7 separate regions of the Mus musculus genome follow, and all the other regions are linked to region 7. Evidence: chromatin contacts called from public HiChIP or PLAC-seq and promoter capture Hi-C data. All regions are on one chromosome and are shown on one strand. Each heading gives the region's core, a stretch centred on a gene start, on an enhancer-like site or on the middle of the called end of the contact. The rest is flanking DNA. Distances are from core to core; before and after follow the strand shown.

The links. Promoter capture Hi-C pulls out the DNA fragments that hold promoters and counts their contacts. HiChIP or PLAC-seq counts read pairs in DNA pulled down with a chosen protein or histone mark.
Region 1: a contact with region 7 is called in an H3K4me3 HiChIP or PLAC-seq map of embryonic forebrain, with 6 times the contacts expected there. The contact joins the promoter of Pigw here to the promoter of Synrg in region 7. A contact is called at or near these places in 4 of 39 promoter capture datasets (the C10 cell line, cranial neural crest, hippocampal neurons and 1 more), 1 of 484 Hi-C or Micro-C datasets (B cells), 1 of 115 datasets of contacts at active chromatin or transcription factors (embryonic forebrain) and 2 of 9 other capture datasets (adipose tissue and liver).
Region 2: a contact with region 7 is called in a FOXA1 HiChIP or PLAC-seq map of pancreatic cancer cells. The contact joins the promoter of AA465934 here to the promoter of Synrg in region 7. A contact is called at or near these places in 6 of 39 promoter capture datasets (the C10 cell line, hippocampal neurons, liver and 2 more), 4 of 115 datasets of contacts at active chromatin or transcription factors (astrocytes, bone marrow-derived macrophages, memory CD8 T cells and 1 more) and 3 of 9 other capture datasets (adipose tissue, liver and macrophages).
Region 3: a promoter capture Hi-C map of hippocampal neurons shows a contact between it and region 7, with 2.4 times the contacts expected there. The contact joins the promoter of Car4 here to the promoter of Synrg in region 7. A contact is called at or near these places in 1 of 39 promoter capture datasets (hippocampal neurons) and 1 of 115 datasets of contacts at active chromatin or transcription factors (pancreatic cancer cells).
Region 4: a promoter capture Hi-C map of pre-B cells shows a contact between it and region 7, with 3 times the contacts expected there. The contact joins the promoter of AI662270 here to the promoter of Synrg in region 7.
Region 5: a promoter capture Hi-C map of hippocampal neurons shows a contact between it and region 7, with 2.7 times the contacts expected there. The contact joins the enhancer-like site here to the promoter of Synrg in region 7. A contact is called at or near these places in 8 of 39 promoter capture datasets (the 3T3-L1 cell line, the C10 cell line, the HPC-7 cell line and 3 more) and 1 of 115 datasets of contacts at active chromatin or transcription factors (astrocytes).
Region 6: a promoter capture Hi-C map of neutrophils shows a contact between it and region 7, with 2.9 times the contacts expected there. The contact joins the promoter of Slfn3 here to the promoter of Synrg in region 7. A contact is called at or near these places in 2 of 39 promoter capture datasets (neutrophils and pre-B cells) and 1 of 115 datasets of contacts at active chromatin or transcription factors (memory CD8 T cells).

The regions. Positions count from the first base shown.
Region 1 is chr11:84,878,550-84,881,567 of GRCm38.p6, forward strand. It overlaps Pigw (phosphatidylinositol glycan anchor biosynthesis, class W), which reads right to left and starts at 1,736. Exons shown (of 2, transcript NM_001077636.1): 1 at 1,679-1,736. Myo19 (myosin XIX) reads left to right here and starts at 1,621. Exons shown (of 25, transcript NM_025414.4): 1 at 1,621-1,962.
Region 2 is chr11:83,290,153-83,292,970 of GRCm38.p6, forward strand. It overlaps AA465934 (expressed sequence AA465934), which reads left to right and starts at 1,547. Exons shown (of 3, transcript NR_028363.2): 1 at 1,547-1,681; 2 at 1,822-1,945.
Region 3 is chr11:84,956,489-84,959,277 of GRCm38.p6, forward strand. It overlaps Car4 (carbonic anhydrase 4), which reads left to right and starts at 1,266. Exons shown (of 8, transcript NM_007607.2): 1 at 1,266-1,453. The coding sequence starts at 1,399.
Region 4 is chr11:83,222,321-83,225,180 of GRCm38.p6, forward strand. AI662270 (expressed sequence AI662270) reads left to right here and starts at 1,256. Exons shown (of 4, transcript NR_015519.1): 1 at 1,256-1,331; 2 at 1,890-1,990; 3 at 2,132-2,311.
Region 5 is chr11:83,417,495-83,420,219 of GRCm38.p6, forward strand. It overlaps Rasl10b (RAS-like, family 10, member B), which reads left to right. Exons shown (of 4, transcript NM_001361568.1): 3 at 358-482; 4 at 1,066-2,725. The coding sequence ends at 1,336. Among named protein-coding and RNA genes, the nearest start is that of Rasl10b, 9.2 kb to the left of the region's middle. Within about 2 kb of position 1,322, at least 60 of the 459 cell types and tissues checked have an H3K27ac peak or open chromatin away from gene starts, as enhancers often do. A contact at or near this core is called in hippocampal neurons, where this site is marked.
Region 6 is chr11:83,190,066-83,192,819 of GRCm38.p6, forward strand. Slfn3 (schlafen 3) reads left to right here and starts at 1,265. Exons shown (of 3, transcript NM_011409.1): 1 at 1,265-1,343. It overlaps Slfn4 (schlafen 4), which reads left to right. Exons shown (of 8, transcript NM_011410.3): 8 at 1-151.
Region 7 is chr11:83,962,931-83,965,952 of GRCm38.p6, forward strand. It overlaps Synrg (synergin, gamma), which reads left to right and starts at 1,501. Exons shown (of 20, transcript NM_194341.2): 1 at 1,501-1,616. The coding sequence starts at 1,546. Ddx52 (DExD box helicase 52) reads left to right here. Exons shown (of 15, transcript NM_030096.2): 15 at 1-158.

The DNA.
Region 1 (3,018 bases), core at 486-2,985, 920 kb after region 7:
ACAACATTGTTGTGAATTCAGTAAAAACCTATGTGCCTAACTTGAATTTACATATTTCTTGTTTAAACAAAAGTTTAAGGGCTGGAGAGATGACTCGGCGGTTAAGAGCACTGGCTGCCCTTCGGGGGGACACAGGATGAATTCCCAACACCCATACGGAAGCTCACACCTGTCTGTAACTATAGTTTCAAGGTATCAGACACCTTCATACAGACACACATGTGGGCAGAACAGAACTTCAAGCCCTACTGGTTTCAATTCATGGACAGAACTGTCCTGACTCTCCTAGAACCTAAGATTATAGGAAGAAGTCAACAGTGACACACGAAAAGTATGAAAGTTCTAGTACACAGTTTTATCTTCAATATAAGGCAAATTCAAAACAAAAGTTGCTTAGCTCCCAAACAACTGTGTCTTGTTTTTGTTTGTTTCCTTGAGACAGTTTCTCTGTGTAGCCCTGGCTGTCCTGGAACTGTTTTGCATACCAGACTGGTCTCAAATTCAGGCCTCTGCCATGAGAGTGCTGGGATTAAAATCATCACTGCCCAGCTCTTTTTGTTTGTTGGGTTTTGACAGTGTCTGGCCATGTATCCTGAAACTTAATATGTAGATCAGTCTGGCCTTGAACTCACAGAGATCCACCTACCTCCCCGATCCCCTGCAATACCTAAAGGCATGTGCTACCACTGGCTGCCCTTCCAGAGGTCCTGAGTTCTGTTCCCAGCAACCATGTGGTAGCTCACAACCATCTATAACGAGATCTGGTGCCTTCTTCTGGCATGCAGGCAGAACACTGTATACATAATGAATAAGTCTAAAAACCACCACCACCACCAACAAACCATGTGTGTGGGGGGGGGGGGGGACGACTTCAGGGAGAGAGAGAAGTTGTAAATGTATTTTAGAGTTAGGGCCCTTGGTTTCAACATTGGGTACATAAAGAATGCATGAGCCTCGGGTTGCTCTTTTCCTATTTTACACACAGCCATATTTTCAGATTAAGAAGCAGGTGGACAGAATGGATGCACAGTGCATACCAGCGCCAGTGGCTTCTTTTTAATGCAACCTAAAACCTGTCACATTTTAATGTCTGAAAAGTTGCACCCTGAGAGAACACATCCGACAGTCAGATGTGAATTGATGTCCCTGACAATACACCAGCACCTCACCGTAAGTGGCCCTGCTCTTTTGGCCTTTTAAGTTTTTTTCCTGGCAGACCTGGCCACAACCACGCCCTGCCCACGACTGAGGGTCTCCGGCGTGGACAGAACAGGCTCCCACCGCAAACTGCGGGCACCCTCCGCTTCCGCCTCGCGAGCCGCGCTTCCGGCCGTCGCGGCTCAGCCTGTTCTTCCGGGACCGCAGATTCCGCGCGCCCCCGCCGGGGATGGCAACAGTCCGCACCCCGCCGAACTCCCCACGCCCTTCAGGGTCTTGAGCTGGGTTGGGCCGGGTGCTCTCCAGACCTAGCCGCGCGGCGGGTCCGTGGGAGGGGCGTCTCCCCTCCGCCCCAGGGCGAGGCGGGTTAGGTAGAGGGTCCCCGGAGCCCGCGTCAGCCTCGGGCACCGCGACCTGCAGCAGAGCAGCGCAAGGGCTCTCGGGAACCGCACTTTCCCACCCAGAACTCGGGAGGCCACGGAAACGCCACACCTCACACCCCGGACTCAATAGACCTCACCTCGCGAACAGCCCGCTAGCCGGAGCCGGCGGCCTGGGACGGGCCACGTGCGTCCCGCGCCGCGTGTGCACGCCCCGCCCCTGGGGAGGAGCCGGCGGGCTCCGGGCCATCGAGCCGCGGTTGCAGTGCTCCGCCAGGCGGCCTGGAGCTCCCGGCTTTCTCTCCCGGCCGCTCCCGCGCTCTCTCTCCTCCACGGGCTCTTCCCGCTGCCTCACCCTGCCCACCCGCCCTTCCAATCGGCCTGGGCTGGGACTACCACGCTGGGCGCCCGGGCCGTGGGACCGGTGAGTGCCACTCTCCACCTAGATCCAAAATCCCACACCGCCTGAGGAGGTAGGGAGGTCGGTGAGTCGCTCAGCTAAAACAGAAGGAGGCGTCTCACTTTCTAATTCAGCATTTCTCTTTTTACCCTCTTATGACCAAGGAGGAGGTAACACACAGCTCGTGGCTTTTGCCCAGGGCAAGGACCTTCACGGTCACTTTTCAGCTTGCCAGCAGGGGGCCGGAAAGGGGGTGTTTCTGGCTGACCGAGGCTGGACGTCTCTTTCCTTGTTCTACCCAGGGACGGCGGGAGAGACTTAAGGAAACTGCGCCCTTGACTAGGGTCATAGCCACCTTCCCAGAAAGGACGCGTTCTCTCAGTACCAGGTGCTTCCGGAGTGGTATCCCGGCCCTGGGCACCTTGGGCACGCTGCCAGTGCTGGAAGTGCTGGATCCGTCCAGGAATCTGGAGCAAAGCAGGCTGAGCCCCCATCCTCACCCCCCAGGACCCAGCTCTTTTCCTTATAGCCCTCCTTCTGTACTTCTTACAAAAAGAAATCCGAAGCAGAGGCGGAGAGGGTGGCAATCTGGTTACCACTTGCCTTGACTTGGTTGGTCCTTCACATACTCATTACTCTCCTCTGCCTACTGTGGTCACACCCTTTCCAGAAATTCTTGGTGGTAACCACGAAGAGGAGGGAGCAGGAGAACTGGAGAAAACTGCTTTGATCTGATTTGACTTCAACCAGGAGCTGACGCTGCAAAGTAATAACCAGCATTTACCAAGCTCTCTCGCAGGTCTCGCCCGTACGAGCCATAATTTTGCGCTTTGTGGTATGGTATTATACCATTGGCAATTGTATAAAAATGAGGCTTAGCTCCTGTAATATATTCTAAGAAGGTTGTGAGCTTTGGATTCTAACTTAAATGCGCTGTTGTGGTCTCCTGACTGGCCTCCCTCTCAAGATCAGCTTCCAGTTGAGTCTCCAGAGACCCTTGGGTGATGGGGTACAGTGTACACAGTGATATTGCCTAGCCCAGCCCTGATTCCCTTTTCTTCTTGAATTTTACCTCTCCCT
Region 2 (2,818 bases), core at 297-2,796, 670 kb before region 7:
CTCCTGCTTTCTGACCTGCTTGAGTTCCAGTCCTGACTTCCCTTGGTGGTGAACAGCAGTATGGAAGTGTAAGCTGAATAAACTCTTTTCTCCCCAACTGCTTCTTGGTCATGATGTTTGTGCGGGAATAGAAACCCTGACTAAGACAGATGGTCTAGTATAGGCAACACTTTGTTACTTCCTATGCTCCCTTTTATTTCTTTGAGACCCTTTGCCAATCCCCTATTGATCATCACAATCCTTGTTTGTCACCTCTCCATTTCCACTGTCATTATCACTTAACTCTTCTTAGCTCTTGAAATCAGTTTCGGAGTGTTTACACTGTCTCACTCTGAACATGCGTGTACACTGTTTCCTTAAATATTACTCTGATCACTTCATTACTTGGCCTCTGAAATATTCAGTCTCCCTCTACTCTTCAAGTTTGCATCCAACTGGTTTGTGCTCTTAGCAAAGTCTCAGCCTGTCTTCCTAATCTCCTATCACTAACACAGGAGTCCTTAAACTTTGCAGTGACTCAGAATTGTTCCTGGAGTGCTTGAAGTATTCTATTGGGTCAGTTATGGGTCACAATCAATTTGGAGTTTTTACTATTACTTTTTTACACTGGACGACGGACGATTAACAGGTCTTTGCTTGTTTCTAGAGTTCACGGAATTTTGAGAAGCACCCCAACAATGATTTTTAGCTTTGCCAACATTTGGAAAACTAGATTTTTCAGCTAACTCATCTTGAGTTTAATAATTTTCTTGATCTTTCTGTCTCTCTATACTTCTGACTATCCTGGAGCTCCCTATTAGATCAAGGTGGTCTCAAACTAAGATATGCTTCTGCCTCCTCCTAAGTACTGGGTTTAAAGGCGTGCATCACCACGCCAGGGGGGAATCAGGAGATCTTAAGGCTCTTCAGGACCTAAATGAAATGTCTCTTCTCCCAGGAGATCGTCCGTGCTGGCCTTGGCAATTTGATATTTAGCTGCACTTTTCTCAGGGCATCTTTAATTATTTAGAATGCCCAATACCAGGGTTTGATTACCAGCACTCACATGGCAGCTCACAACCATCTGTAACTCCAGTTCCAGAAGATCTGATACCTGTTTCTGATCTCTGCGGGCTCTGTGTTGGCATAGTGCACAGACACGAATGCAGGCAAAACACACATGTATAATCACAAATAGATCATTTTTAAAATCTGTTTTTTTTTTAAAAAGTGTTCAAGATAGGAGTCTCTCTCTTCTCCCCATTCTCCATCGAAGCAATGGTAAAATCACTACGCCTAACAGTCGCCCGGAGTCCCGTGAGTAGAGAATTGTGTAAGAAGAAAACCAGCGTCGCTTTCTGAGCAAAAACCACAGGCCTAAGTCGCGAGACACAGACCCAGACGCCTAGAAAGCCCGGGGAAGCAGCCTCCACCTTTAGGTCAGCTCCACCCCTTGCTTTCACTTCACCTTTCGATTGGCTGCTCTTCATGCAGGCACCGCCTTATAGTTGTCACGTGAAGCTCTGGCTGCCGTGGGATTGGCTTACTGACGCGCGCGGGGCTGTGGGATGCAGGCCCGAAGAGGCGGAGGGGAGAGGACGCGGGAAGCCAGTGTGCCCCGGACGCAGTGTCCTAGCGCTCATCGGGTCATCCTCTGCAGCCCAGATTGTCCCTGTCCAAGACTGCGGAATGAAGAATCCAGGTTGGGAGCCGATTGAAGCCCCGACTCCGTCCTCAGTCCTCTTTCCCTACCAAGGATGGCTTCAGGCTCCCGAAGTTGGCGGGTTTGGACTTTTATCTTTTTTTTTTTTTTTTTTTTTTTTTTTTTTTTTTTGCTTTGAGAACCTGTGTGTAAGTCCTCTCTGGTCAGCAAAGGAATCTGTGCAGAGCGCCATGAATTAGAGGATGGGGGAATGAGTGCTTGAAGATGCCCGAGGTATGGTCCTTATCCGTGTGACATTTGGAGGTAAGATGGCGTTATAAATTGTGCTCATGCATTTCTAATTAAAAGCCATGGGATTAGGCTTACCAAGGTCACTTAATTGAACCCTTTTGTTCCAGGCTGTTAACACGCTTCCCCAGTTCTTTAGGAACTCAGTGAGATGGGGCTGGTGGGAGAGATGGGGGAAAACTCGTGAACTGGCGCATAGTTGGCACACCAGTTGCCATGAGATGAGTGCTGTGAGGCAGAGAACTAGGTACCTGCTGGCATGGCAGGAACTTGGAATCAGGTACCACCATGTCTGTCTGGATCTTTAAGCGGAATCGGTTTCACAAACTTTGCTTCTGTAATTCAAAGGGCAGAGCCTTCCTTTGGGATTAATCGAGATAAGGTTTCCTGTGTAAAGTGGCAGCAGTATGGAGAGGCAGAGCTGACAGCAGGAAGGGTTTCTCTGGGGCAGGGGAACACAAGCTCTAATAGTAGATTTGAGAACTTTAATAGTCTAGGTTGGGTAGTCTGTAAGATTCGTTAGGATTATGTTATTAACTAGTTAAGGGGTAAATGGGTTATTTTGGGGTTTTTATTTTGTTGTTTTTAAAAGATTTATTTATTTCATGTATATGGGTACACTGTCGCTGTCTTCAGACATGCTAGAGGAGGCCCATTACAGATGGTTGTGAGCCACCATGTGGTTGCTAGGAATTGAACTCAGAACCCCTGGAAGAGCAGTCAGTGCTCTTAACCACTGAGCCATCTCTCCAGCCCCTTTATTTTGTTTTAAAGACAGAGTCTGTATAGCTAGCCCACCATGGCCTCAAACTCAGGATTCTTCTGCCCCAGCCTCCCAAAGCAGTAGGATTACAGGTGTAACCACCACTGCCCCTGGCTTGATTTTTG
Region 3 (2,789 bases), core at 16-2,515, 990 kb after region 7:
AGTCGTTCCCCTACAGAGGTTCAAAGGCTGGTGCTGGGGCAGGGAGAGGGTGATGTGAAGAGAATTTGGCAACGGATAGGGAAGTAGCTGGACCAGAAAAATAGGGCTTCCTGTTGATGGAGGAGTCCAGGTGTACTGCTATTCCTTGTTCATCTCCCCAGACTTGTCCTAGAAACTCCCCAGGGATGCGCAGACTCCCCATCTGTGAGATGTAAGGGACCTCCACAGAGAGTAACAAGTAGTGCTTGCCTGGAAGTGAGGCCAGATCCATTTCCCAGATATGGGAGACCGTTTACTCTTTGCTGAGGACTCTTCCTGTCTGATGGGAGAATTAGGGATATATCCAGATCCTTAGTTTTTTTTCTCTTCCCCAACTGTCATCTACTGTCATCAGATCTCAAAAGCACCAGTCCTTTCCCCTATGACATCGTGGGCTTTTCTAGTAAACCAATTTTCTACTGTGTCTCCGTGCCCCCTCCTCACTTTCCCATCCCCTTAATTCCATACCCTTTCCAGCCCCCCGACTCTCCACTCCACCCCATCTTCTTGGCTTAGCACAAGACCCACCAGTAACCACGTTTTAGGGAGCTTAGTTCTAGGTAGGAAGACGGGTCTTGGTTTCTTTAAAATTGAGTTTGGATGTAACTCAGTGGTAGAGTGCTTGCCTAGTATGAGAAATAGGGAACGAAAAGGAGTGGGGGTGGGGAGGAGGAGGAGGAGGATCTTCGTCGTCGTCATCATAACCATCATCTCCAGTCCCGAGAAAGAAAACGCAAAACAAAATCAAGTTTGGAATAGCCAGGAAGGAAAAAGATGAGACTGGAGCGTCAGCTACCGCTTCCTCAAAGAGCCTCTCACCGGGCATCTCTTCAACAAACAGCATTGCAAAGCTTTCAACCGTCTCGATTCTCCGTCTCCCTGAGACCATTTGGCTCCATCTTGCCCCAAATCAAGTTTATTACAAGGACACACTAGGAGACCCTGAACAGTTGGTGGCAGCATGATGGAAGTTACGAGTCTGGGAAGATACCCCGTGGGTCAGGTACCTGAGGATAGCTCATCTTTCTTCCGGAATCAGTTAACAGGAGTAGGATGGGGGCAAGGTGGGGATACTCCGCTTCTAAGCCCTGAAGATGCGGAGTGGGTGAGGGGTCTTTTCGCCATGGGCGAAGGTAGCAAGGTAGCAAGGTAGGCGGGGAGATGATTCTTTCCGATCTGAGACTGGACAAGGCGAAGAGAGGCTCCGCCAGGAGGAGGAGCCGACTCCCACGTCTAGCCGTCCGGGCTCCCTTAGGTCGTGGCTCTGCTATAAAGCCTCCACCAGCATGATCGCGACGCCTAGGGTGGCTTCATTGGTGATTGACCCTAGGCTGGGCAGCGTCTTTCCCCTCAAGCACCATGCAGCTCCTTCTTGCTCTGCTGGCGCTGGCATACGTGGCCCCCTCTACTGAAGGTATCCTCGGGTGACCCTCTGCGCCCCCAGGACCCGGTACCCTTGCTAGCGCGCTCCGGCTGCGCGTTGTTCGTGCAGGGAACCGTGAGGCTGCAGCGGACCTGGTTGTGTGAGCGGGGGCGCCTACACGTGTCCGCGGGAGGCTGCGGGAGAGGGGGATGTGTGCTCGCATGTGTGTGGCCGCGGGGTGTCCGCGTGTTGGACGCTCGTGTGATCTGTGGTGAGGATGCTTCTCTGACCCGCCTGGATCCACGGTCCTTTTCGCACCTTGGTTCTCCTGGGTTTGCCCGTGGGTGGCGAGTGGCCGACTGTCCTGCAGAGACTCTGAACCGGTAACTGTTGCCCACCCAGAACAAGCGCAGCAGGTTGGATGTATTGGGGTCCCGGTGTTCCCTTCTTCTGACTCTAGGGTCCTGCCCTCTGAGCTTCAAGCTCCCTTCTCCCCTTCCCCCAGTGCTGGATTGGGAGCCTGGCGGGGGGCATCCTAAGACCCAAGTCCCTGGCCAAGCCGGTCTTTCCAGACAAGGTGATTTTCGTTTAAAGATTAATGGTGAGACCGAGCTCTTAATTATTCTTCTAGGTGGGAGGTGGAGGTAGAGGCGTGTTAATATTTGATAAGGAGCTAAAGGCGATTCTAGCGGTTGGCACCTTCTCCAATACCCCATAGCTCTTCACGAAGACTTCATCTCTTAGTCCGCAGGGAAGCTTTCCCGTCCAACGGGCCAGAACTCCCTTCCAGAGTTGGGTGCTCTGCCCTGGAATGGATAGTGGGGCGTACGGTGGGGACGTGAGGGGTCTCTCAGACCAGAAGGAGAGAGAGTATTCCCCGTTGCAGGACTTAGTTTGGAGGATGTAAGGCATCTTGCAACAACTCCTTCTTAGTGGAGGGAAAAGAGCAACTAATATAATGTTAAAGGGCGGAGTGTGTGTGTGTGTGTGTGTGTGTGTGTGTGTGTCTAGGGGTTGGGCACTTAAAACGACTTAGTAAAAAGGAAAATGTTTTTAAATTAACCAGTGCCTTGTAGCTGTTCACGTTGGTTAAGACGTATAAAGTATTCTGTCGTTTACAAACCGGGTTTAGTAGTTGTGTTCCTGGGTGCTGTTTTAAGGATAAAGAGTATAAGAGTTTAGGCAGTGTCCTTGGGCTCTGGGCAGAAAGCACTCTACAAGAAGGTCATGAGACCTGGCCAGTGACCTGGGGCCATGTAGGTAGGACTCCATCTCAGCTGACTTCTTCACACAACAGTTCCCATTTTAGTGGCAGGACCACCTTCCTTCATGCATAGTCCTGGCGGAACTGGAAAGTGCACAGGTAGCTGGTAAACAAATCCTCAGC
Region 4 (2,860 bases), core at 6-2,505, 740 kb before region 7:
CAACCCCATCCCCTTATGCATACTCAGTGTTCTGAGATGTGAAGTTTTTATCAATGCAGTTTTCCTGCTCCCAAGAAGCAGCTGAAGGTGGAGCTAGGCACCACCTGGAGCCCTGGGTGCAGCTGTGCCTTACAGCCCTGAGTCAGAACATACAAACATAGGATAGATACATAAGAGAGGACAATGACATGTAACGATTGGACTTCTTTCCTTCAGAGGTCCATCAGTCCCTCTTGTGTCATCTAGTTTCATAGCCTTCCAAGTCTTAACACACAAAGATGGATCAGATATTGACTTAAGAGACCAAAATATACATGACATCAAAGACAACTGTAACAAATGACTAGTGTCTCATAGAGGTTCCATCAGTCTGACAAGGAGAATGTAATGGACAGGAGTCTGTTTCAGAGGCATCCTTGCATAATCCCTGGAGTACCAGGCATCCTGGGGAATTCTCACTTTAGCTGTGCAACTAGACATTGGAACACTGATGACTGTGCCAGGTCCTTGGCCACTCTGATTTCTGCCTCCCAGCATCGCCTGAGTGCATCTGCAGGGTTTATGTTTATACTGGGTTTTGCTGGGAAAAAAAAAAATGAACGCAACCACTTCAGGCCAAATTTAAAGCAAACATTTATGAAATATTAAATACGGACCAAGACTACTGAGAGGAGCTTACAGGCTTGCTGTATGGAATCTTCTCAGGAGAGAGAAGACAAAAGGTCATGACTCTTGATTTCATCCACTGGCCAGCACTGAGTAAAACCAGGACTAACGATCTGGCACCAAAGGTAAAAGCAAAATCCTTGTAGTTGAGTTAGGGGTGCATTATGTGAAGGTGGCTCTCTATATACTCAATGTTGAGGGATAAACCATCAGCAAACTAAGCACTAGCCAGACAGCTGAGTGCGAGCCGGATCTTGGTATTATTTCTTTTTTTGTTGTTGTCGGGGTTTTTTTGTTTTTGTTTTTTTGTTTTGTTATGTTTTTTTGTTTTTTTCGAGACAGGGTTTCTCTGTGTAGCCCTGGCTGTCACTGGCACTCACTTTGTAGACCAGGCTGGCCTCGAACTCAGAAATCTGCCTGCCTCTTAGTATTATTTCTGTGGCCTATCAGAGGTCCTATATTTTGTAAATATTAGACCTTCTTTACTTGCTTATTGGCTGTAATAAAGAGCTGACAGCCAATAGCTGGGCAGAGAGTGGAGGGCAGAACTTCCTGGGGAGGGACTCTGGAAAAAGAAAGCAAAGGCGCCAAAGTCGCCTGGGGCCTCGGAGATGAAAGATGGACCTGAACAGGAGCAGAGACGCAGAGCTGGCCACACATGGAAGGTAATGCCAGGACAAATCGGGATGAACTAGAAAGTTGGTTGGAAATCTGCCCAGCTATAGGCTTAAGCTTTAAAATACCCGATAGCCTCTGTGTCATCATTTGTACTGCTTCTGGGTCAGAAAGTCCTGCTATATAACTGAAATCACACGGGGGGCCTCTTTAGAAGAAACTGACCAGTGCGGAAGGAACAATATCCTCAGATCATGGAGAGCAAGAGAAGGAAACACAGAAAATAACCATGAGGCCTGAGAAATGTTTTGAATGTATGTGAGATTTATCACATCCTTCCTGCAACCGCTCCTGTCACCCTCCCTGAAGGCTGTCAAGAAAGGACAAGGAGACCAGCATGTGGTTTTAGTTTCTGCCACAAGGCTCACATGAGTCCCTCTGTATCGCCTGGCTGGCCCTTCCTTCCTCCGCATCCAGGCTAACTTTAAAATCCAACCTGAAGGTTTTAAAAATCCAATTATAAGTTAGCCTATATATTAGATGGGGGGGGGGGGGAGGAAACTTCATATTAAAAGCCCTGTATAAAATGCACTCTTTACTGCATTGAGTTTGGTCAAGAGTTTTCGTGGCTGCCTGTTAGTTTGTGTTACCAAAACGAAACATTGAAACATCGGCATGGAAGTTTCTTCTAGGAGCCTGCCCCCAGTTGGTAAGTGAGGAAACATGCATGCCCCTGCCTGAATTAAGGGGGAGGGTTGGGTACAAAAGCAGGAAGTACGTAAAGATATGTGTTTGCTTCTAATTGGACCTGATGGGAAAGCCAAATGGCTTTATGGGTATACGCCTTTAGATGACTCTGCAAACTACCTCTGCCGCCATTTTCTGGGGACCCGGAGTGGTTCTGGGCAAAATCCTTCATCTTGGCTGAATGAAAAAGAGAAAGAAAGAAAGAAAACATGACTGGTCCTGGTTTTCGGCGCCATGTGTATGAGAAAAAGAAATAAAAAGAAAGGAAGAGGACTGGTCCCAGGTATAGTGGAAGAGAAAGTTTGTGGATTGAAAGGGAGGCAGAGCCACGGGGCAGAATCTTCTTGGAGCGTCCAGAATGAACATGTCCCTAGCTTTTTTAGGAGATGGAGGAGAGGGAGGGAGGAAAGAGAGGTACCAGGTGCAGCAGCCCGGGTTGGCATTTTGTCTAGGCTCTGCCCACAGTTTCTGGCAACAGCCAGGTATACCTGACTCACTATAAAAGGGACTGCTTGCCCCCTCCTCACTTTTGCTCTCTGCTCTTCTCCTCTTGCCCTTGCTCCCTTACTCACTTCCTCCCTCTCCTCATTCCCCTCCCTACTCTCCACGTGCTCATGGCCAGCCACTACTATCTCTGCCTTTCTCTGTCTCTACTCCCTCAACTCACATCCCTATGCCCTACATTCTATTCTATATTATACCATCCCGTGGCTGGTACCTCAGGGGGAAGGGATGCCTCAGCATGAGCCAGCAAAGGGACCCTTTCCCCAACACCTTACTATGCCTCCACCAAACATATCCCTGCCTTCTTCTCTTTCTTTTTATAAAATAC
Region 5 (2,725 bases), core at 72-2,571, 550 kb before region 7:
GAGCTTCAGCTAAGCCTTGGAACATATTATTGTAGATACAACCATTAGGTCAGGGCTGTGCTGTTAGGGGAATTTATAAATGCGCTTTGAACAAAGGACTGGATGGATGGATCAGACAGATCCAACCCACAAATCCTCACAAAATAGTGTGGTGGGCCAGGAAGTAACCAGCTTGTGGCTTGCTCTATCTATCTGACAGGGGAGGAGGAGTTCCAGCTCTGAGGTCCTAGGGCCTGGTCCTCTGGGGTTGGGGATACAGGATAGAAAGGACCAGTTTGGTGTAGGTTTGACAGGGTGACTGGAGGCTGGGAGGCCTCATGGCTGCTCTGACTGTGGTACTTGCCGGGGGTGTTGCAGGAGTGGGCAGATGCCTGCTGCAGGGGACTCCGAAGCGTCCACGCCTACATCCTGGTCTATGACATCTGCTGCTTTGACAGCTTTGAGTACGTCAAGACTATCCGTCAGCAGATCCTGGAGACGAGGTGAGGACTTCTGACAATCTATTGCTACCTCAGTGGATGCCCTGATGCTGGCCTGTCTCCAAAAGAGGGGTACATGGATGGGGTTGCTGGAGGAGGGGTCACAAGTGAAATGTATTGAGTTTTCTGCTTCCCACGAGTCCCCACCCCCTTTCTTTTTCTTCTCTCTCTCTCTCTCTCTCTCTCTCTCTCTCTCTCTCTCGACAGGGTTTCACTATGTTGCTAGGCCGATTTTGAACTCAAAATCCCCCTACCTCAGGCCTCCCAAATGCTGTAATTACAGGTGTGGGTCTAATATCCCACTTCTATTGACTCATTTGGGATCCCGACTTATGACGTTGGCTATACTAATAGTGAAGAGCAGGGGCTGGGAGTGTATGGTCGCGGATCAGTTTTGACATATAAGCCTCAGTTTTCTTGTCTGTAAAATAGGCAGAACAATAGTGTCGACCTTTTTGGATGAGTTCTTTAAAGATGTAACCTTCCTCAAGGGGTTGGGGCTGCACCTGGAACAGAGCCCACGCTAGCGCGGAGCCCAGTGGTTGCGAGACTGGCAGCGCCCCCAAATTTCTGCCTCCACCCGCAGGGTGATCGGCACCTCGGAGACGCCCATCATCATCGTGGGCAACAAGCGCGACCTGCAACGCGGACGCGTGATTCCACGCTGGAACGTGTCGCACTTGGTGCGCAAGACCTGGAAGTGCGGCTACGTGGAGTGCTCGGCCAAGTACAACTGGCACATCCTGCTGCTCTTCAGCGAGCTGCTCAAGAGTGTGGGCTGCGCCCGCTGCAAACACGTGCACGCTGCCCTGCGCTTCCAGGGAGCGCTGCGCCGCAACCGCTGCGCCATCATGTGACGCCGCGTGCGCCCTGCAGCAGCACTGTCCCAGCGAAAGGCAGGGCAGGGCGGGGCCAGCCTCCCGCGGGACACCAGGGCCAGAGCAGGAAACCCCCGGAGGAGAACTCTGGGCTCCGGGCCTGAAGCACCCCTACAGCCACACACCTCCCCCACGAGAATCAGAGGGTGAGAGGGAGTCTCCCCGCCACTCCCCAGTCCTCCCCTCCCACCTGGGTCTCCCTGGGTCAGTCACCTTCAGTGCTGTAGTGTAGTGCCCGGCCCCAGGAGGGGCCACAACCTGTGGGCCAAGGGGTGAGCTTGTGAAATGGAGGGTGGGGTGAGGAGGTGCTGTCTTGGCCAGGCCCCTGCCCATCTTCTCCACAGTGTATCTGTCTTTACCCCATGTCCCTCTTTCCAATGTCTGTCCTCTCAGGTGTCTGCCAGTCCTCATTTGTCCTGTCTACCTTCCGGTGTTTCTCCCTGCTCCCCAGCTCCGCTCACAGGGCTCTCATTTTGTCCGTCCCCTTGTCGCGGATCCTGGCAGCTTTTTGATGCCAGGCCTTCTCCCCGGCAGCGCCACCGGCAAAGGGCAGAGAGATGCAAGTGTCCCAAGGACCGAAGCCAAGGGGTCCGAGGGCTGAGGTCCGACAGCCGTCAGGGAGAGAAGGCTGAGCTCTCCCTCATCCAGGGAGACCTCCCTGCCCAGCAGCCCCCAGAGACGCAACCACCTACCTTCCAGCCTTAACTCAATGGTCCCTGCCGGGTGCCCCTCACCCCTGACCCCAAAGCCAGATTGCCCCCGGGGCTAAAATTCTTTTTGTTTTGTTTGACGGTGTGGAGAGGAAACCTCTCAAAGGATCATTTTCTCTCCTTGATGCTAGGTCCCACTTCTCTGTTATCTCCTGCACTAGGGTGGGCTGCTACTACGTTGGGGGATGTGGAGTTTGTGGGGGACTGATGGTGGTGGGGAAGATGGTGCCCGGGAGGGGGTCACGTTATGCTAGTGATGATTCTGTGTCCCTGTCCCCACCTCAGTTGAACTGCCTAAGATTCTGCCTCCATCAGGTCTCAGGTTGTTTTGATCAGTCTCTGTAGGGGCAGAGCCAGGAAAAGAATAAGAATGAGGGAGTTGTGCCTGGGAAAGACAGGTGTGCATCCCCACTCATAGGTGGAGGCCTTCAGGATCTGACTGACCCCTTATCCCAACACTAGGTTGACCCTATGCCCTAACTCACCCACCCCATTTTCCCCGGCTGCCTGGCCGGGTTTCTACCTCTCGTCACCGGAGCTGATCACTGTCAGTTTTGTACCGATTTAGAAATAATAATAATGGAGATTCCAGGAATGGCCTGAGGGATTGCTCGGGGACTTGGAGGGAGGGAGGAAGAAGTGGTTCCATGTCCCCTGC
Region 6 (2,754 bases), core at 15-2,514, 770 kb before region 7:
GATCTGTGTTTTTATGAATACAGTTCTTCTACTTGTATCTTTCTTCAACAAAGCTTCATTATTAACTGAGAAGTTATACATAAAAAAATTTGGATAACAAAGGTTCTGCCATTTTAATATTTCTAAAATAAATGATCTTAACAAAACGTCATCAAATTCTCTTAAAGAATTCTTATTGTTTTTCCAGGATAAGTTTTTCTGGCTTTGGGGTTTTAGTTGTTTTGAAGATTTGCGATTGTGGTTTTCAGAGTTATGGCCTAGACCTTTGAAGACCAAGGAAGTGAGAAGACACATTATCATAGCTGCATGAGCACCTCGTGACACCTGTCACAGTAGCTGGACTAGAGATCACCCTACCATTCTGCCTCCACACAACAGCCACTGGGGCTGAGACACATTAGAAACACTTGTTTCATGGAGGTGACATCAGTGTGAAGTCGTGAGAGTAGTGGGACACATCATGTATGACCTAGGAAGTTGTTGCACTCTCAAAGCTACGGGAACTCACGGGAGGATCATTGGCAGAGAGTTTCAACAAAAGCAGCAGCTGCCTGCCTAATGTCAGCCTCTTTGGGTATCAGGTCAGGAGCTGGATTAACATAGGAAAGTCAGAAGGAGGAACCCAAGTAAAGGATGACTGTAACAGTGTGGGGCAGAGACCTGGGTAGGGACATGAACTGGGAAAGAGCAATGGAGTCCTAGTAATGGCATGCTTGGCTGCAGAGTCAGGTTTTCAGGTCAACAGGACAAACCTTGGGGAAAGACTTAAGAGTGGGAGCCAGTGAAGTGATGGCTCAGTGGATGGAGGCAGCTCCCACCTTGCCTGAGGAGCCCAGCCCCAGGGATCTCTGTGCAGGAGAGAGAGAAAATTGACTCGAGCCAGTTGTCTTCTGACCTCCACATGGTGGTGTAGCTGTGAACACCCAGCCCCCCAGCTACACACAGATACTTTTATGACCTGCTAATTTTTTATAATGCTACATTTTAGGGACTGAAGCAAGTGTCCCACAGAGGTTTAGCCAGTCTGACTAGGAGAATGTAATGGACAGCACTCTGTTTCAGAGGCATCCTTGCATAATCCCTAGAGTGCCAGGCATCCTGGGGAATTCTCAGCTTAGCTGTGCAGCTAGACATTGGAACACTGATGACTGTGCAAGGTCCTTAGCCACTCTGATTTCTGCCTCCCACCCTCACCGGAGCTGGGCAGGAAGTGGATGACAGAACTTCCTGGGGGAGGGACTCTGGTAAAAGAAAGCAAAGGCGCGCCAAAAATGCCTGGGGCCTCGGAGATGAAAGACGGACCTGAACAGGAGCAGAGACACAGAGCTGGCCACACATGGAAGGTAATGCCAGGACTAATCGGGATGAACTAGAAAGTTGGTTGGGAATCTGCCCAGCTATAGGCTTAAGCTTTAAAATACCCAAAAGCCTCTGTGTCATCATTTGTACCGCTTCTGGGTCAGAAAGTCCTGCTATATAACTGAAATCACACAGGGGCCTCTTTAGAAGAAACTGACCAGTGCGGAAGGAACAATATCCTCAGATCATGGAGAGCAAGAGAAGGAAACACAGAAAATAATCATGAGGCCTGAGCGATGTTTTGAATATATCCGCTCCTGTAATTAGTCACCCTCCCTGAAGGCTGTCTAGAAAGGACAAGGCGACCAGCATGTGGTTTTAGTTTCTGCCACAATGCTCACATGAGTCCCTTCTGTATCGCCTGGCTGGCCCTCCCTTCCTCCACATCCAGGCTAACTTTAAAATCCAACCTGAAGGTTTTAAAAATCCAATTATAAGTTAGCCTATATATGAAATAGGGGGGGGGGGAGGAAACTTCATATTAAAAGCCCTGTATAAAATGCACTCTTTACTGCATTGAGTTTGGTCAAGAGTTTTCGTGGCTGCCCCCAGTTGGTTCTGGTTGGTAAGTAACGATGCCCACAGTCAATGCCTGGGCAGGGCAGACAAAGGGGGGACTTTTAGGATTTTCCTGCCAAGAAGCGAGAGGAAAGGAGCAGAGTTCAGCCATGCCAGAAGAGGTAGAGGACAGGAACCATGCCAGAAGAGGTTGAGGAAAGGAGCCTGCCTGAGCAGGTGTAGGACAGACTACCCAACCACAGTGGCCCCGTGAGGAAAGTTGCATTTATGTGATATAGGCCAAGTCACTGTAATGCCCCACCTTAGCCTTCCAACCAACCAACTCTTATTACTGTAAGGTTGGTTCTGTAGTTGTCATTTTAGCTGTCAGTGCCCTCTAGTGTTCAAACAGCAAAGGCAACTACAGCTTCCAAAGACCTCAAATAGAAAGTCCGAAGGAAAGTTGATGTGTTGTTGATGGCGATGTTTTTCCAATCTCATGAGCCTCTTTCTTATTAATTGGTATTAAATTGCACTGAATTAAGTGTTTCAATGTAATATTATCATCTGTGGAATGTCCTTTGGTCATGGGTTCCTCTTTACTCTCCCTTGTCCCTCCACCCACATGATAGACCTCTTCCTACATAAGTCTCCCTAGTGCTTTCATACCCTTTAAAAGCTATATGATGGGGCTGAAGGGATGGCTCAGTGGTTAAGAAGACTGGTTGTTCTTCCAAAGGATCCCAGCATCCACATGGCAGCTCACAACAGTCTGTAACTCCTGTTCCAGGGGATTTGACTCCCTCACACATGCAGGCAAAACACCAATGTCCATAGAATAAAAATAAAACTTTAAAAAATCTTTTCAATAGTGGATGCTCACAGTCAGCTATTGGA
Region 7 (3,022 bases), core at 251-2,750:
ATCCCAGACTGGCCTGGAACTCACAGCAATCCTCCTGTTTCAGCCCCTTTACTGCTGAGAATACAGACATGAGACTGATATTGAATAGATGGGATAAAGATTTAAAAAAAAAATCAGGCTTCATTTAAATAAACTGCTCTAGAGAATAAAAACTAAAAGTTTGTAATTGTTTTGTTCTTGCAGAGAGTTGAGTCAGTGTATATCCTGAAGTGGGTATACACTTGAAACCATTGCGGCTGCATTTTCATTTTAGACCTTCAGCTTTTCCTGTGTTTTAAGAGTAAAAGTGCCTATCTCTGTGTCTGAAGCTTTGTATGCTAACAGCACCACTCTTTAGCAACTAACGGCAGTGATGAAGTATAGAAACGATTATGTGGTATGGGGCTGTGATCTCAAAGCATCCTAACAAGACTCTTAACACAGGTGGGGAGTGTCCTTGGACGGATGCAGATAGAGATGGTAACAGATCGTGTTGATAATCCCCATTCAGTTATTTTCTCTTTATTTTTTCTGAGCAACCACCCAGTCCATGAAGTAGCTACAAAACTTGTATCAGCTTTTTTTTTAAAAAAAGGGTCAGGAATGGATTTAAACTCCTATACATATCAGTAAGGACTCTCCTATATAAATGCTAGCTTTGACCAGGGAAGAGGAAAAGTGAAATAGTAAACAAGACCAAACAAGGAAAACAGATCTCACAAATAGTGGGCGTGGTCCTAGTTAAAGGACCAAGGACTTTGAGGACATATTGGTGTGGACACACTGCAGCTCCAAGATCTGAGCATATTACAAGAACTTCTTTCAAGATTTTTTTTTCTCATTTCTAAAATAGCAGTAATAACTCAGGGACATCAGACTATTAAATGCACATAAAACTGGTCTAGTAAACTAATAACCTATTATAATTGTCTCAGCGAAAGCTGTAAGGCAAGAAGTGGCAGGGACTGGTTGTGATTGATCCATTATCTAAGAGCTTAACAAACTTACTTTCAACACATTTTACTTCCAGGTAGCTTGGTTAGGGTTGGAGGTGTCAAAGTAAAAATACCCTGTGTAGGTTCAGCATGTGCTCACGGTGCCTCACTATGGCAAAACCGACCACATGAGTAGGGCACCTTGGAGGATATCCTCTTCGTGTGTATTGGGTCCATGTATGCTCTAGATTGACTTAAGTAAAAGGTACTGTCAGTGTCTGTAATAGATGCTGAAGAGAGAGTGCCAAGGGAAACAGCTGTAAAGGCCCTCTAGGATCCGACTGCTGTGTAAAGGAACAGCAGAAAAGCACCTGTGTTCCATCATCTGGTTATATCAGGACCTACTGTGTGCATTAGTGCAGATCCGGGTTTGCAAACTAACTACACCAGCCGCAGTGCTGTGTCTCCTGCAGAATGCCACCGGGGCGCGCCGCTCGTGCCCGGGGGCCATGAAGTCACGTGGGCGCGCAGCCCCGCCCCGTCGTCGGCCCCGACTTGGTGGGGCGGTGTCTGCCCCGGAAGTGCCTGTCTTCGGCTGACAGCTGCTGGCGCGGCGGCGGCCCCGAGCAAGATGGCGCTGCGGCCGGGAGCCGGAGCCAGCGGCGCGGCGGGGGCGGGCGCGGGGCCCGGCGGGGCAGGCAGGTGGGTCGGCGGGGCGGGCGGAGTGGGCAGCCATGGTCGGCGGGGTGGGCAGGTGGGGCCGGGCGCAGGGGCGGCGGTTGCGGGGCGCGAGCGTCCTGGGGACCCGCGGGGAGCGCGCTCGGGTGCAGGCGCCACCGCACCTGCCGCGGGGCCTCGAGCGCCCGCGAGTCCCTGCTAGGCTTGCTGGGCTCGAGCTGCTGTCGGAGCGAAGGCTGTGACGGTCTAGTCGCAAAGCTGGAGGAACCGTTTTAAGACTGTACAGTACTGTCTTTCCTCTCATAGAGCGTCCTGTCCAGTCCTTTTTTCTTTTCTTCACATACAAATAGAAAAATCTGAAGACCTTTGAATTAGTAATTGTCTTGAGATAAAGCCCGTTTAGTAGAAAAAAACATTTGTCTGACTCCTTTTAAAATAGACATTTTGAAACAAAGAAAATTCACTGACCAAGAGCAGTATGCTCCTCTTAAAACAAAAGCTTCCAGACTTTATTGAGCTCCTTTTAAAAATAAAAATCTGCTCTTTGTTCTATTTCAGATAATTTTTAGGCTATGCTCCCTGTATCCAGAATGGTAAAGGGGTGTTTGTAACTCAAGTTCATTTTCATTTGACAAAATGTTTGATTCCAGAAAGTCTGCTCCCCTTTCTATCATGACTCAGTTTGTGTTTATTTAATTAGCTGACATATAGCACACACATTCCGAGATAAAATTAGCTTTTATTTTTAAATATCCTAAGTTATCTTTGGAAAGCGAAGTATTTGGGTTTTTTTTTTAATGTATAGTTTAATTTTGGAATCACCTACACTTCAAATGTGTAAAAGATTTTAAAGTAACCGTCTCCTTCAGGTGCATATTGTGAATACACACACACACACTCATTCACGGAAGGAAAAAAAGCAGTCACTTGAATAAAGCAACGGTGTGTGGCCAGGTTTTCTGCTTCCTCTACAGTCTTTGACTTTAAACTTAAAACATTTTCCTTCCTCCTCTGGTTTTGTCACTGTTTCGTTGGGGTCTTTCATTAGTGAGCATTAGAAATTGCTTTTGCCTGCAGAATATATACAGGATGACAATTTCTAAAGTGGCATTCTATTAATCTAATCAAATGTATGAGTAATAATGGGACCAGTCCTAGAAATTTTCAAAGAATTTCATGTTTTAGGCACAAATGTTTTCAAAAAAAAAAAAAAGGAAGACCCCCTGGGCACAGAAAAATTCAGTGTGTTGCTCAGTTTGGTTTGTAGTATTTTAATGCCACTGGTCCAAGGAGCTGCACTGGAGAATGCCTGTAATCCAGCTCTGAGGAGATGTAGGCAGGAAGATCAGGAGCTCAAAGACATGCTCAGCTATCGGGAGAGTTTGATGTTAGCTTGGGTACCCTGAGATCCTGTCTTAGGGGAAAGAGCA